Regions from separate parts of the Mus musculus genome. Here all the other regions are linked to region 3. A link is a contact called in public HiChIP or PLAC-seq data. All regions are on one chromosome and are shown on one strand. Each heading gives the region's core, a stretch centred on a gene start, on an enhancer-like site or on the middle of the called end of the contact. The rest is flanking DNA. Distances are from core to core; before and after follow the strand shown.

The links. HiChIP or PLAC-seq counts read pairs in DNA pulled down with a chosen protein or histone mark.
Region 1: a contact with region 3 is called in an H3K27ac HiChIP or PLAC-seq map of the HPC-7 cell line, with 15 times the contacts expected there. The contact joins two enhancer-like sites. A contact is called at or near these places in 3 of 15 datasets of contacts at CTCF or cohesin (embryonic stem cells, large pre-B cells and pro-B cells), 83 of 484 Hi-C or Micro-C datasets (B cells, the BV-2 cell line, the Ba/F3 cell line and 59 more) and 7 of 115 datasets of contacts at active chromatin or transcription factors (CD8 T cells, the HPC-7 cell line, bone marrow-derived macrophages and 3 more).
Region 2: a contact with region 3 is called in an H3K4me3 HiChIP or PLAC-seq map of bone marrow-derived macrophages, with 5 times the contacts expected there. The contact joins two enhancer-like sites. A contact is called at or near these places in 2 of 15 datasets of contacts at CTCF or cohesin (CD8 T cells and large pre-B cells), 4 of 484 Hi-C or Micro-C datasets (the C10 cell line, cortical neurons, embryonic stem cells and 1 more), 3 of 115 datasets of contacts at active chromatin or transcription factors (bone marrow-derived macrophages, craniofacial prominence and large pre-B cells) and 3 of 9 other capture datasets (adipose tissue, liver and pancreatic islet).

Annotation. Positions count from the first base shown.
Region 1 is chr1:164,012,200-164,016,015 of GRCm38.p6, reverse strand. No RefSeq gene overlaps it. Among named protein-coding and RNA genes, the nearest start is that of Mettl18, 19 kb to the right of the region's middle. Within about 2 kb of position 1,250, at least 10 of the 459 cell types and tissues checked have an H3K27ac peak or open chromatin away from gene starts, as enhancers often do. A contact at or near this core is called in the HPC-7 cell line, where this site is marked.
Region 2 is chr1:163,962,739-163,966,832 of GRCm38.p6, reverse strand. BC055324 (cDNA sequence BC055324) reads left to right here. Exons shown (of 24, transcript NM_201364.2): 15 at 374-425; 16 at 2,009-2,098; 17 at 2,178-2,363. Among named protein-coding and RNA genes, the nearest start is that of BC055324, 30 kb to the left of the region's middle. Within about 2 kb of position 2,337, at least 17 of the 459 cell types and tissues checked have an H3K27ac peak or open chromatin away from gene starts, as enhancers often do. A contact at or near this core is called in bone marrow-derived macrophages, where this site is marked.
Region 3 is chr1:164,182,445-164,186,658 of GRCm38.p6, reverse strand. It overlaps F5 (coagulation factor V), which reads right to left. Exons shown (of 25, transcript NM_007976.3): 8 at 3,665-3,842; 9 at 2,052-2,151; 10 at 1,536-1,747. Among named protein-coding and RNA genes, the nearest start is that of Gm16548, 32 kb to the right of the region's middle. Within about 2 kb of position 2,163, at least 23 of the 459 cell types and tissues checked have an H3K27ac peak or open chromatin away from gene starts, as enhancers often do. A contact at or near this core is called in the HPC-7 cell line and bone marrow-derived macrophages, where this site is marked.

The DNA of each region.
Region 1 (3,816 bases), core at 1-2,500, 170 kb after region 3:
TGCCGGCCTCTTAGCCTTTCAGCCTTGCCTTGTCAAATCACCTTCCTTGCAAAAGTACCTCCAAGGCCACCTCCTTTTACCTCCAGTTGGCACCTCAAGACCGATAGCCGAGGAGCCGATCTAAGCGTTCAGCTCAGCGCTTTTGCTCTGAAACCCCAGACGCGAGTTTCTCTTGTTCTCTATGTAGATAAAGCATTTGCTCCTTACCCAGTAAGATCTGAAGGTCTTCGGTATCAGGAAAAAGTGTGTTGATTATTTCTGTCAGCCCTGACTTTGTGCATACAAGCAGTTTGGTAAGTATGCTGAAGGGTTAACCTGTGCTTGGAAATATTCAGAAGTCCACAGAGAGCTGGTGTTATGTTTCTTCTCATCAACAATCAAAACCAAGGAAGCAGCAGTTCTCTCATACAGGAAAACCCAAAACATTGAATAGTGTCATTAAAAAAAAAAAAAAATCCCTCGAGCAAGAGCCAAATGACTTCTTGTCGTGATGCAAGTCAGAACACAACAGAGTGATGGGCGGCATTAATGAGTGGACGTTTGGTTAGGGAAAGGTCTCTTATGAAAGGCTATCATGGATAAAGCATATTTTAAACTCTGTTAGAAGTGCTGTTTGTTGGTTTGATTGATTGATTTGGTTTGTGCCCCCCCCCCTTTGTTTTTTGCCTTGAACAATGCACACAATGTGAATATTCCAAGTGTCAACACTCAGGGTGTGATGGTTTCAGCTTCTTCCCCTTGCCCTGAGAAATCTGTGTAACCAGGGATAAGTACTGCCCAGTGGTACTGTACCTTCTGGTCATTAATCTCTCTTGGCTAAATACCAGCCCTGTTTAAGTCCCACCTTCCTCCTCCTCTAGTTATAGTTCTAGTTATATTCTCTTCCAACTAGTTATAGTTGGAAGAAGAAGAAGAAAAAAGAAAAAGAAAAAAAAACCTAAAACAGACCAACAGATCCTTGCTCACTGGGCTCCTTTCAAATTCATAATTACAAGTGTTGCAGGATATTGGATCACACCATGAACCCCAAGATTGTGTTATTTATTGGAAAAAACTGTTTCTAGTTGTGGTGTGACTCAGTCCTACCTAGCACATGCCTTTAATCCAAGAGTTTTCTGTTTATTGCAAACAGGATTAAATCAAGTCAACCATAGGTCAAGAGGTGGAACAAGCAGTCAGTTAACAGGGAGTGAATATAGAGGAAGTGGGGGGTGGGGGGAGAGGAAGACAGGAAAAGGGATAGAGAGACACACAGGAAGTAGAAGGGAGGGTCATTCAGTTTGAGGGGTTTTTTCAGCCTGTCAGGGAGAAGAAGGTCGGTCATCTGGATGCTTTCTCTCCCTCTGAGCTAGCAGGCTTTCCCCCAGCATCTGGCTCCAGAGTTTTTGTTGGCAAAATTGAATATTTATGATTTTGATAAAACAAACAAACAAGCAAACAAACAAACAAAAACCAGCATACAAGTGTCAAGTACTCCCCTTGATGCTGCCTGCTGCTCAGCCTACTTGTTAAGGATACTGCTTCCTATCATCTTTTGTCTCCTCAGGTCCCCATGGTCCTCTCCACTGCCCTCATTCTTAAGTGATGACCCTGTTTCCTGTATCTCTGAGAAAACAGATACATCAAAACATACTCATATCCCTGGAGCCACCAGCTGCTAGGTCCTCTGTCCCTGATGTCATCCAGGCAGCTCAAGGCCAGCCCAGTGCGTGCCCCTCCCATATCACTGCTTCCTTAGGCATCCACACCTGACCACCAGAATCCCTGCTGGAGACCCAGCTTTGCAATCATGTGATTGGTCTGAATCATTGTTTCTGCCACCTGACTTCCCAGCTAGTGTCTGGAGCCCTCGGAACTCCAGTGTAATCACTAGGGTGCTCACCATCAAGACCCCACTCCCCCCAGTGGTTTACATGCAAAAATAAAAGCCGCAGAAGTCCAAAAAAAAAAAAAAAAACCATACTCCTTCTGGTCCAAACGGGACTTCCTTATCCGCCCCATACCATGCACTTTGTAATTACTCTTCTGAGGCTGGCTCTCCCACTTAAGCTCTGGATACAATCAACTCTTTGCTGCTCCAAACCATGGCTCTGGCCGTTTACCTCTCTCCATTTTCCTCTGACCTTGTCCTTTCTGCAGGAATGTCCATCAGCAGGTGACATCCTATGTTTTATTTTCTCTTACATTTTATTAAATGCTACTTATTTTCAAGGAAAAATACCTCATTCTAGTAAGTTACATGTGTTTCCTACTTCTTGGTTCCCCACTCTCAGATTCTTTTGAACATAATCCCTTTATGCTTCCATTCTTCAACATTCCCCTTGATCTCTCCCTTGCCAAATCCAGTGGTATTTGTGTAGCTTGGCTAGCTTACAGCATTTGCTACCATCTCTCTCTCCTTTCATTTATCAGCCTTCTTACCCATTTCTTCCACACACTCATTAATCCCAGGCTCTTTTGGCAGTTCAGAAGTACACTGCAGTTTGCTACCTAATGATTGATAACAGGTTTTTACCGAGCCTTCGTCAAGAGGAAGATTTTCCCACATGGAACATCATTTTATGTCCAATCTGACTGTACTCCGTCATTCTTCTGGCTTCTTGGGTATCCTCTTCCTATCAGTTGTTTGCCAAGAAATCAAGCAAAACATTGCACCAGTATAAATAAGAAGAGTTGGTTAGCTCATAGTCACCAAAAAGAAATTATGTAAGGAAGTAAGGTCATATTAAAAGTAGGCTTATCAGAATCGAAAATACAAACAAAATTAGTTAAATTTGATTTTTGGGTAACGAATACATTTTCATCTGTATGAGGACATTTTAAATGTGCCCACTGAACCCATTGTTGGCACCCAGCAAGGGACTGTAATGTGATTCAGCATAAAACAGCAGCACAGAATGTTACCTCCTTCCAGCTTAGCAAGGCTGGCTGTGACCATCCGCCACCTCTTGAGCGGAGCCACCTGCTGTGCTGCTCTATTGATGTGCCACTACCTGCCTGAGACCCAACCTGCCAGAGGCCGAACCGGTTCTCTTCCAAGAATCTTCCGGAGCGAACTCTCTTTGCGAGTTCCCACTAAAAGGCTGACCTATCTACAGGGACGGGCCTCCCCTTTTCTTTATAAAGCCTGTTTGCTGACATTAAAATTGAACCTTCAGCAGAACCTTCTTCTCTTCCAGGTTTCCAAAATGCCTTTCCAGGCTAGAACCCAAGTCTGTGATCTGCTGGCCGGACACAACAACAGAAACTGCATGAGGAAGGATCAGACTTCCTTTGTTTAGGGGTTGGAAATGTCTCCTGACAAATAACAGTGAAAAGTGTACTTGGAAGGCGTATTCTAGACACAACTGACTAAGCTGGGAGCTTAAGACCAAGAGAAGAAAGGTGCATAGAGCCTCTGGATCATGAAGACCCAGAGAAGGTCTATGCATAGAGCCTCTGCATCCTGCTTTTTGTGTCTGTTGATGTGAGCTGCAGTTTTCCTATCCATCCATGGCTACTCCATGCTCCCCTGCAAATAGAGCCTGGTGAAGAGAGCCCCACATAAGGCACAAACAAAAGGTGACTCGTCTCCACGCAGTAGCTTCTCATATCTCTTAGTGCCTCACTAACTTTGGAACAAAATTTGACCAAAATATGACCTAGTAGTCCAAAATATTTCTATACATGGATTAAACCATCTGTTAGTATTTACTAAGTTGCTACTTAAAGCACCCAACTGAAGGGAATATTTAAAACACATGGTTCTGACTGTGAAGATCTTAAAATTTCCTGGGAAGGTATTGACCACTATAAACAGGGACCACTTATCCTCCT
Region 2 (4,094 bases), core at 1,088-3,587, 220 kb after region 3:
CTAAAATCCAAAACTTTGAGCACTAATGGTTAACAGTGAAAAGTTACATTCCTTGAAACTATTTAACTTTATATATATATATTTTTTTTCTTTATATACATTTCAAATGCTATCCCGAAAGTTCCTTATACCCTCCCTCCGCCCTGAAGCTATTTAACTTCTAAGAGTATTAGAAATATTAAATAAATATTACCTTCAAGTTATATATGTAGCCAATTATAAAAGATAAGTTTAAATATTCTAAAATATGATAAATCTAAATTCTAAAACACTTCTGGTATAAGACAGTTCAGATCCTTTATCTGAACTGTAATAGTTCACATGTCCTCACCAGAGTGTTTCTGTCTCCTTGTTCTTCTGCCTAATGTCACAGGTATGGGACTGCTAAACTTGGTGCACACCATGTCACCCTAGTGGCTCATCTGGTAAGTAGAAATAAATGGCTTAAAACACTCGTTTTGTATATTTTCTTTGGAGATAGAATATTTTTGGATGTTAATAAAAATGATAGAAATAATAGCTAAACTTAATGCTAATTATTATTAAAAGCTAATTTAATGCAGTGCTAATACAAAAATGTAAAATCCCAGTGTCTAAAGTATAGAAATTTTCTCATTTTCAGACTTTTAGAGTTCCACTCTTTGTTGGGGCAAAAAAAGACTAGTTCAATTGGAAAAAAATGTGTTTAAAATATAATGTAAAGTGAAAGAGAAAATGTGATGTTGATAGCTCTTTAATGTAACTGAGGTCTCCTATGATTTTGTTGTATTTTAGTCAGAATGGTGTGAAAGGGATTCAGTGATCATGATTAGTGATGTTAGGAAAAGAAATTAGGGTTGTTATCGAGTACAAGCATACATGGACTTGACGGTTTTTATCTTTTTAAAAGATGTATGCATATGAGTACATATATACATGTTTTATGTATATGAATATGATATCTTCGTGCATACCAGAAGAGGGCATCAGATCCACTACAGATGGTTGTGAGCCACCATGTGGTTGCTGGGAATTAAACTCAGGACCTCTGGAAGACCAGCCAGTACTCTGGTCTTAACTGCTGAGCCATCTCTCTAGCCCTGTTTTTTAATCTTTAATGGTGATTTTTTTTTAAATTATAAGATGTGTTCCGTATGAAGTGCTTATGACCTTTTGTCATTGCTTTTATCCCTTGCCTTTGATATGGTCATCTCTGCACTCATCCACCCTTTGCTTCCTAGTAGTTACTGTGTCATACATCTCTGCATTTTCTTTTAATGATCGTATACTCCAGTGATGAGTAGCAGAACCTGAACAACAGACATTCCTACCTGTGTAGTTCACACTCTTGTATTAGGAAGCCTGACACATCTTGTACAAGAGAGTGATCTCTTATATGTTTTATATCTTAAGTCTTTGTTACTTATTTTTTAGATTATATGTGTCTGTGAATATATGGGAGGTAAATGCATATTTCCACAAAAGCCGGAAATATCAGATCCTTCAAAGCTGAATTAAAGGCAGTTTTCAAGTGGCCTGATCTAGATTCTGGAAACCAAATTTGGATCCTCTCCAAATTCTTACTGCTGGGCCAACTCTCGAGTTCCTCTTATTTTGTAGTTTTTGAGACCAAACTCTCTTATTTAGTCTAGGCTGACCATAAACAAGGTATTCTTCCCTCAGCCTCCTGAGGGCTAGGATTACCTCAGAGATGCTAGCTCAGCTCTCTCTCTACATGACTGTGCTTACTAGATCTTTAAAATTTACAAAAATTATTTTGAGTAGCATGAACATACCAAGTTATCAGAGTGGTAATTGCAGTGTTTTAATGTTACAGTGTTCCTTCTCATTAAAGCAACCAAATTTCTTTGAAGCAAAAAAGTTAAAAGAGTAGCCCTGAGTTAAAATTTCAAATTAGCTGTAATTCTCTCTCTCAGAAAGAATCATTAGAATTTTGACATGTAATTGTGTCTTTCAAACTGACTCTCTAGTTTTAAATCATTTTCTTGTTTCTCTCCCATCTTTCTAGGTTAAATCTTGCCCTGGAAAATGTGTTCAGCTTACCAACCTCTCCATACTGTTGAAGCGCCTCCTTTTCTTCATGGCTGCACCCCATCAGGCAAGGACATCGTCTGTGTCTTGTATGTTCAGTCATCCATTAGTCTGAAGATTTTCATGTTTTTCTCAACTTATTTCAGGTGCAATTCATCCAGAAATTTTCTCCAAAAGAAGCAGACAACTTGCATTTGTGGCAGTATATTTCCCTCCAGGCGTTCGATGCTGATCTCAGGAAGCCGGTTGCATGTGAATTGGTCAGAGTGTGCAGAGCACAGTGCAGGAAGTGGTTGAGCAGCACTCGGACTCTGGCAGAGCTTGACTCTCTGGTGAGATAATGTGACTAGTTAGCAGTTTACTGAGCACGTTTTAAGTACTAGCTACAGTCTCTGTGCATGTGCTCTCTCTCAACACCTAGCAACATTTTTAGATCTGTACATTATAACAGGATCTTTGAGAATATTATATTGATTACCGTAAATTGTATTGTTGAGTGGGAAGGTTTTCTTCGATTGGGTAAGATATGTTTGGAAAGCATGACTGCACCTCATTTCCCATTTTTGCTCGCATCTGTCTGGATGAAGTGACTCTGATTCACTCCTTCCTCCTTAGACAGCGAGACTCTCATACTGCATAGCCCAGGGTAGCTGTGAACTCAGCATCTTAACCTCGTCTCCTTAGTGCTAGATGATGGGTGTGTAGGATTATAACCAGCTTAGACATACTTCTTTTATTTGATAGAGTACAATATGTATTTTATAGAAACCTGTTCTGTCTATTTGCTTCCTCATAAAACACAACCAGAGATTCATCTATAAGTAGAAAATATATGAATTTTTATGATGTACTAGATACAGTATATATTGCAGTTGAACTTTCCACTTCAATCTTCATTTGCTTATTTCATTAATTCAACAAATACACTTTGTGTGCTTTTAGGGAGTATGTTTTGTTTTTAGTCATTGAGGGATAGATACAACAGGAAACAATTACAACCTTCTATTCTTTAGATATATATTAATATATATATATTAATTAATAACCACTATATTAAATACCTCTTTATGGTAAGTGTGCAAAATTTAACAGAGATAAAGTATACTCAAGGACTTGAAGGCTTGCTTTGAATTTTTGATTAGAGGCTGCTCAAAACATGTTTTCATACTGAGTTGTTCTCGTATACAGTTGTAAGATGGCAGTTGGCCATAATTATTAAGGTAGTTTAAAACATATACACAAAACCAAAGAAGTTGTTTTCTTTTTTTGGTGTAGCTTTATTTTACATGAGTGGGCTAATGTGTCATTTGTATTTAATGTGCTCTAGTTTCTAATTGTTCAGCAAACTCAGTCAGTAGACTCTCAATATTTACACATGTACAATAAATAATACTTTAGGTGTGTAAAGTAAAAGCACTAATTTTCTTTTCTTTTCCACCTTAAACAATGCCCCAAACTCCCTGTATGTATTTATTTGTAAAGGGAAATGTATTAATCTTGAACGATGCTTTAAGGCAATTGCAGCATGAATGTGGACATTGAGGGACAGGGGTCAAGTTAATGCAACTGATGACCAGATTCCAGTGTGGCCTTCACCCTAGACCACCACCCAGACTTCAGTGCAAGTCAGAACGAGAGCTGAGAGCTGAGCATTTGTAGATGCAAGAGTAAATCCAGAAAACGGGTGTTTTCAGTTTCAAATTCTAGACTGTATTTCTCTCTTCTCTTCTCTCCTCTCCTCTCCCTCTCCCTCTCTCCCTCTCCCTCTCTCCCTCTCCCCCTCCCTCTCTCCCTCTCCCCCTCCCCCTCCCCCCCTCCCCCTCTCCTCTCCTCTTCTCTTCTTGGTTTTTCGAGACAGGTTTTCTCTGTGTAGCCCTGGCTGTCCTGGAACTCACTCTGTAGACCAGGCTAGCCTTGAACTCAGAAATCTGCCTACCTCTGCTTCCCAAGACAGTGTATTCTTAAGTACTTTATTTTCTTACAAAATGTAGTGTTTTTGTAGCATCTCATGGTAAAAACACCAAAAATAATAAAAATCTAGTAACCTATATAGATTTCTGGGT
Region 3 (4,214 bases), core at 914-3,413:
AAACCCTTGTCAGAGATAAAGCTAATATGTGAACACAAAGAGAAGGAGTCAGAGAATTCAGTCAAAAATACCCAGGGGGGAAATTCCCTTAGTATAACACCTGTAGGTCAGAGTAATGGAAAACTTTTCAGAATGGCTGACTGACCGTGTTCCAAATGGACGAAAGGGATGGCCAGGATGCTGCAACAGGAAAGCCCCACCACACCCAGCCTTCCAAGTAGTGTTTACTTCTTCAGTAAGTCAGGATCTTGCAAATTTTCTGATTTTTCTAGACATCTGCCTATTTTGCATGCCTTTGGATAAGACCTCTTCCAATATTACTTAGCCTAATAGGAATTAGCCTAATGGGGAATAATATGAGACTATGAATTGTCAATGAGAATAAACTCAGGCTGCTGAGGATATACTTTAGTTGCTAAAGTATTTGCTTGGCATGCATAAAGCCCCAAGTTTGATCCCCAGTACCCCAGTAAACCAGGTACAGTAGCATTCGTCTCTAATCCTGGGACTCAGGAGGCACCAAGGTTCAAGGTTATCCTTGACTAAATAACCAATTTGAGGCCTGCTTGAATTACAAGAGAAACCTGTCTCAAAACAAAAAGAAAAACAAACAAGCAAACACCAACAACAAAAAAATAAATAAAACAGGGGGTGGGCTGGAAAGATGGCTCAAATGGTTAAGAGCATTGGCAGATCTCCCAGGGCACCAGGGGTTCAATTCCCATCTCCCACGTGCCAGCTCACAACCATCTGTAACCATAGTTACCGGGAATCTAGCTAACACCTTCTCTGTCCTCTGTGGGCACTAGGTATACACACTGTATGCAGATATACATGCACATGAGACACCCACACACATAAACCTAAACTATAAAAAGAAAAGAAAAGGAAGGATAAGAAAAGACAATTTTTAAAAAGTCCAAGGCTATTCTGGACTACAAGAGTGAGTTTGAGGCCATGTCTCAAAATAAAAGTGAACTCAGAAATCCCATCTCTTTGATCACATTGTTTGTCATAACTTAGTTTCACCAAAGAAGGGCTTTTGGCAGGCTCAAACTTCACTAAAACTATGGCTCCAAATGTCCTTGCTCCCGGGGGCTCTCTCCCGCCTCTGATGTTTGCCTCTGAAAAGAGCGGAGATTGGCGCCAAGTTCTCACTGAGCTCCTAAGCCACCCTGTAAACACATTTCTAGGAGGGATATTGTTGCCTATTTGACCAGAGGAAAGGATTAAAGGAGCTGCAATGGTTTCTTCATCACACAGTCAACAGGTTTGAGTCTAAAATACAATCCAGTGGGATGTGCTTTCTGCAGTCAGAGTCCAGAGGAAAGGAGTCAGAGAAACAGGACACCATGCGAGATGATCCTGATGGTAAATATCCCCACACTGTTGCCAAAGAAGACTAATGATTGGTGTGTTTTAGAAGGGAAATCCTCCTATTCCGTAGTGAGACCTAATCTGTGCCAGCGAGGGGAAATTCCTCTTTTTTTTTTTTTTTTTTTTTTTTTTTAAAGGTTATGTTATGTATAAAATACCTGTACACCCCTCTGGTCCAGGGACCTGCTCTTACAAATTAGAAGCAGCCCTATCAGCCCAGAGGCAATATCCCTTGTAACGTCCACATCACTGTAGTATGGCCTTGTTAGGCACTGGGCATCGTTTTCCGTGGGTTCATCAAACTCTAGAATGTTCCATTTGTAAGTGAAGGTTTCCCCCGGTTGAACTGGTCTGATCGTGGTGTGACTGCCTGGAAGAAAATATACGCTCTTAATTTTTAGAAAAATTATTTCATCATAATAAATATCTACCTTAGCTTTTATTTAGAGTAATTAATATGAAGAAAAATATTCTTTTTGTATTAAAACTCCTGACTATGGATAGCATGTAGCTGTTCAATATCTGTCCACTAGATGGCGCCAATGACACTCAGAAAGGAGAGATAACCCTTCCGTATTAATGACTGCGTTTGTCATAACCACTGGACAAATACAAGAGAACACTGTGGATGCCTCTCGGAGATCAGTAGTCTCCAAGAAGTGAAAGGTTCCCACCTGAGGTGGAGGAAGAATTGATTCCATCTTCGTAAGGAGAGAAGGTCACCCCGTGAGGGTAAATGCTGTAGGGTCGGCTCGCCATATTTTTGAACACGATCTAGAAAGTTAAGTCATAGTTATTATTTCCGTGTTTAAGGTCACTCATGAGAACTATTTCAGACGAGATGAAGGCAGCTGCTTGTGTGTGCATGTATGGACAGGTGTGCACACACAGATGTGCAGTGCAGCAGTGGGAAAATCAGTTCTGTTTATCCCGGCAGCAGCCTCCCTCGTTACCCGACAGGAAGGATTCCTCCTAACCCCTCACCCTCTCCCAGCTGGTCCCCACACCCTTCCCTTCTTCTTTCAGATTGCACTGCATCTATGCATCTGTCCTCTGTGCCTGCTCTCCTCTAGACCACAATGCCGTTTTGTTTCCCAGGATCATTGTTCTTGAAGTTAACTTCCTGAATGGCCGCAGTAGCCAGACCCTGAGTTTCAGATAGACTATGCTTACACTGAAATCTAATGCATCCCAGTGGAGCCAAAAATGAGGGGCGGATCGCAGGGAAGGAAGACGCTGTCCATTTTCAAATGAACAAAATGGGTTTTGTTTAGGGCATAATCTTCCTAGAAGTTCTAATTAGCCTTTCAATCTTCAAGAGACAACCTTAACCTTACCTTCATCTTGGTTTGCTGCCAAAGCCTTTGAATAATCATTAGTCAACATCAAGACCCTATATCCTAGGGTCCTGCCAATCAGTGTAACCTTCAATTGTCTGGGTCCCTACCTAGCTCTGTGATATGGTAGAACGTTCAAGGTAATTATTTGATGAAAGTTTCAGGCTTTAAAGAAATTGTTTAAATTGTTGTTGTGTATGTATATGTCAGGTCAGAAGACAATCTGTGGGAGTTGATTCTCTCTTCCCACCATAAACTCTGGGTGATGAACTCAGGTGTTCACGTTTGACATCAATTGGTTCTATGCACTGAGCCATCTTGCCAGCCAGAGGGTCTTGTGCGAGTATAAATCGGAGACCAGCCATTAGCGCCACACACTGAGACTGGAGTGGAGATTTATCTCTTCTCCGCTGTGCTGAGTCAACTGCTCACACTGGTAACGGGCAATGTCATTTTCCAAAGCCGCTCAGGACTTCTGTTCTGCGACACTTGTGGGGCTTTTGTCAAGGACACTGACTTGAAAACCCAGGGCAAGAAAGTTCTCCTGGCTCTCTACCCCAGGCGAACTGCTGCATTCACTGGTGTGTGCACCTTGCTCGGTCATATTTACTTTGCTATAAGAGTTGGGACACACTTTGCAGACAACCTTGGGGATGTATGGGTGTGTCTCATTATGCTTATTTGTGACCAGATGGAATTAGTTCCCATATAGTATTCCTTACTCCTCCAATGATACTGACTCTGCTTTATTCTCTCTATTCTTTTCTACTTTATCGATCCCAGATCTTTTAAATTAAGTAGGATATACAAGAATGAAATGCTAAATAAAACTGAGAGCTATGTTTGATTTTATAATTAGATGAATACATTTAAATATATTAAAACTGCCAGTCCCTTGATCTGTCTTTCCCTGTTTAATTTTTCCTTGCTTCCGTATTTCTGTTGCTTACCTTGAGTGTGTCTCTGACCTGGGCTCTGATAACAGGGCCCAGAATCCCACTTTGTTTGATGCTGGGGTTGTCAGTGCGTTTGGTGAAGGTCTCTTCTTCATATTGCCTGTAGATAACTTTCTTGTAATGTTTTCCAATTTGGTTTGAGAAATTATCCAAGTGCTGAGACCTGTAAATTCTTTAAGGGAAATGAAATAATGAAACAAAGGTTAGACTACTTCCAGCGGCAGCGAGTCCAGTGCAATGGATGACGGGGAAACCCTTGTGCGTGCAAGTGCTGCTTGCTAAAATGCTACTTCTGGGAACAGTCTGAGTGTAGTTTGCATCCTGATGTCCTCCATGTAGCAACCAGGAGTCATCTCCTCTGCCACTGGATAAGCCATACGTAACTGAAGAGAAGTAGCTACAGGGACAGAGCACGTCTATACCCTCCCTTCCTTCCTTCCTATTTTATTGGATCCATAGTATTCCATTGTATGAATATGCTATAACTTGGTACTCTTTTCCAATTGAAGGACTTTTGGAGTTAATTTTAATCTTGTATCACTGG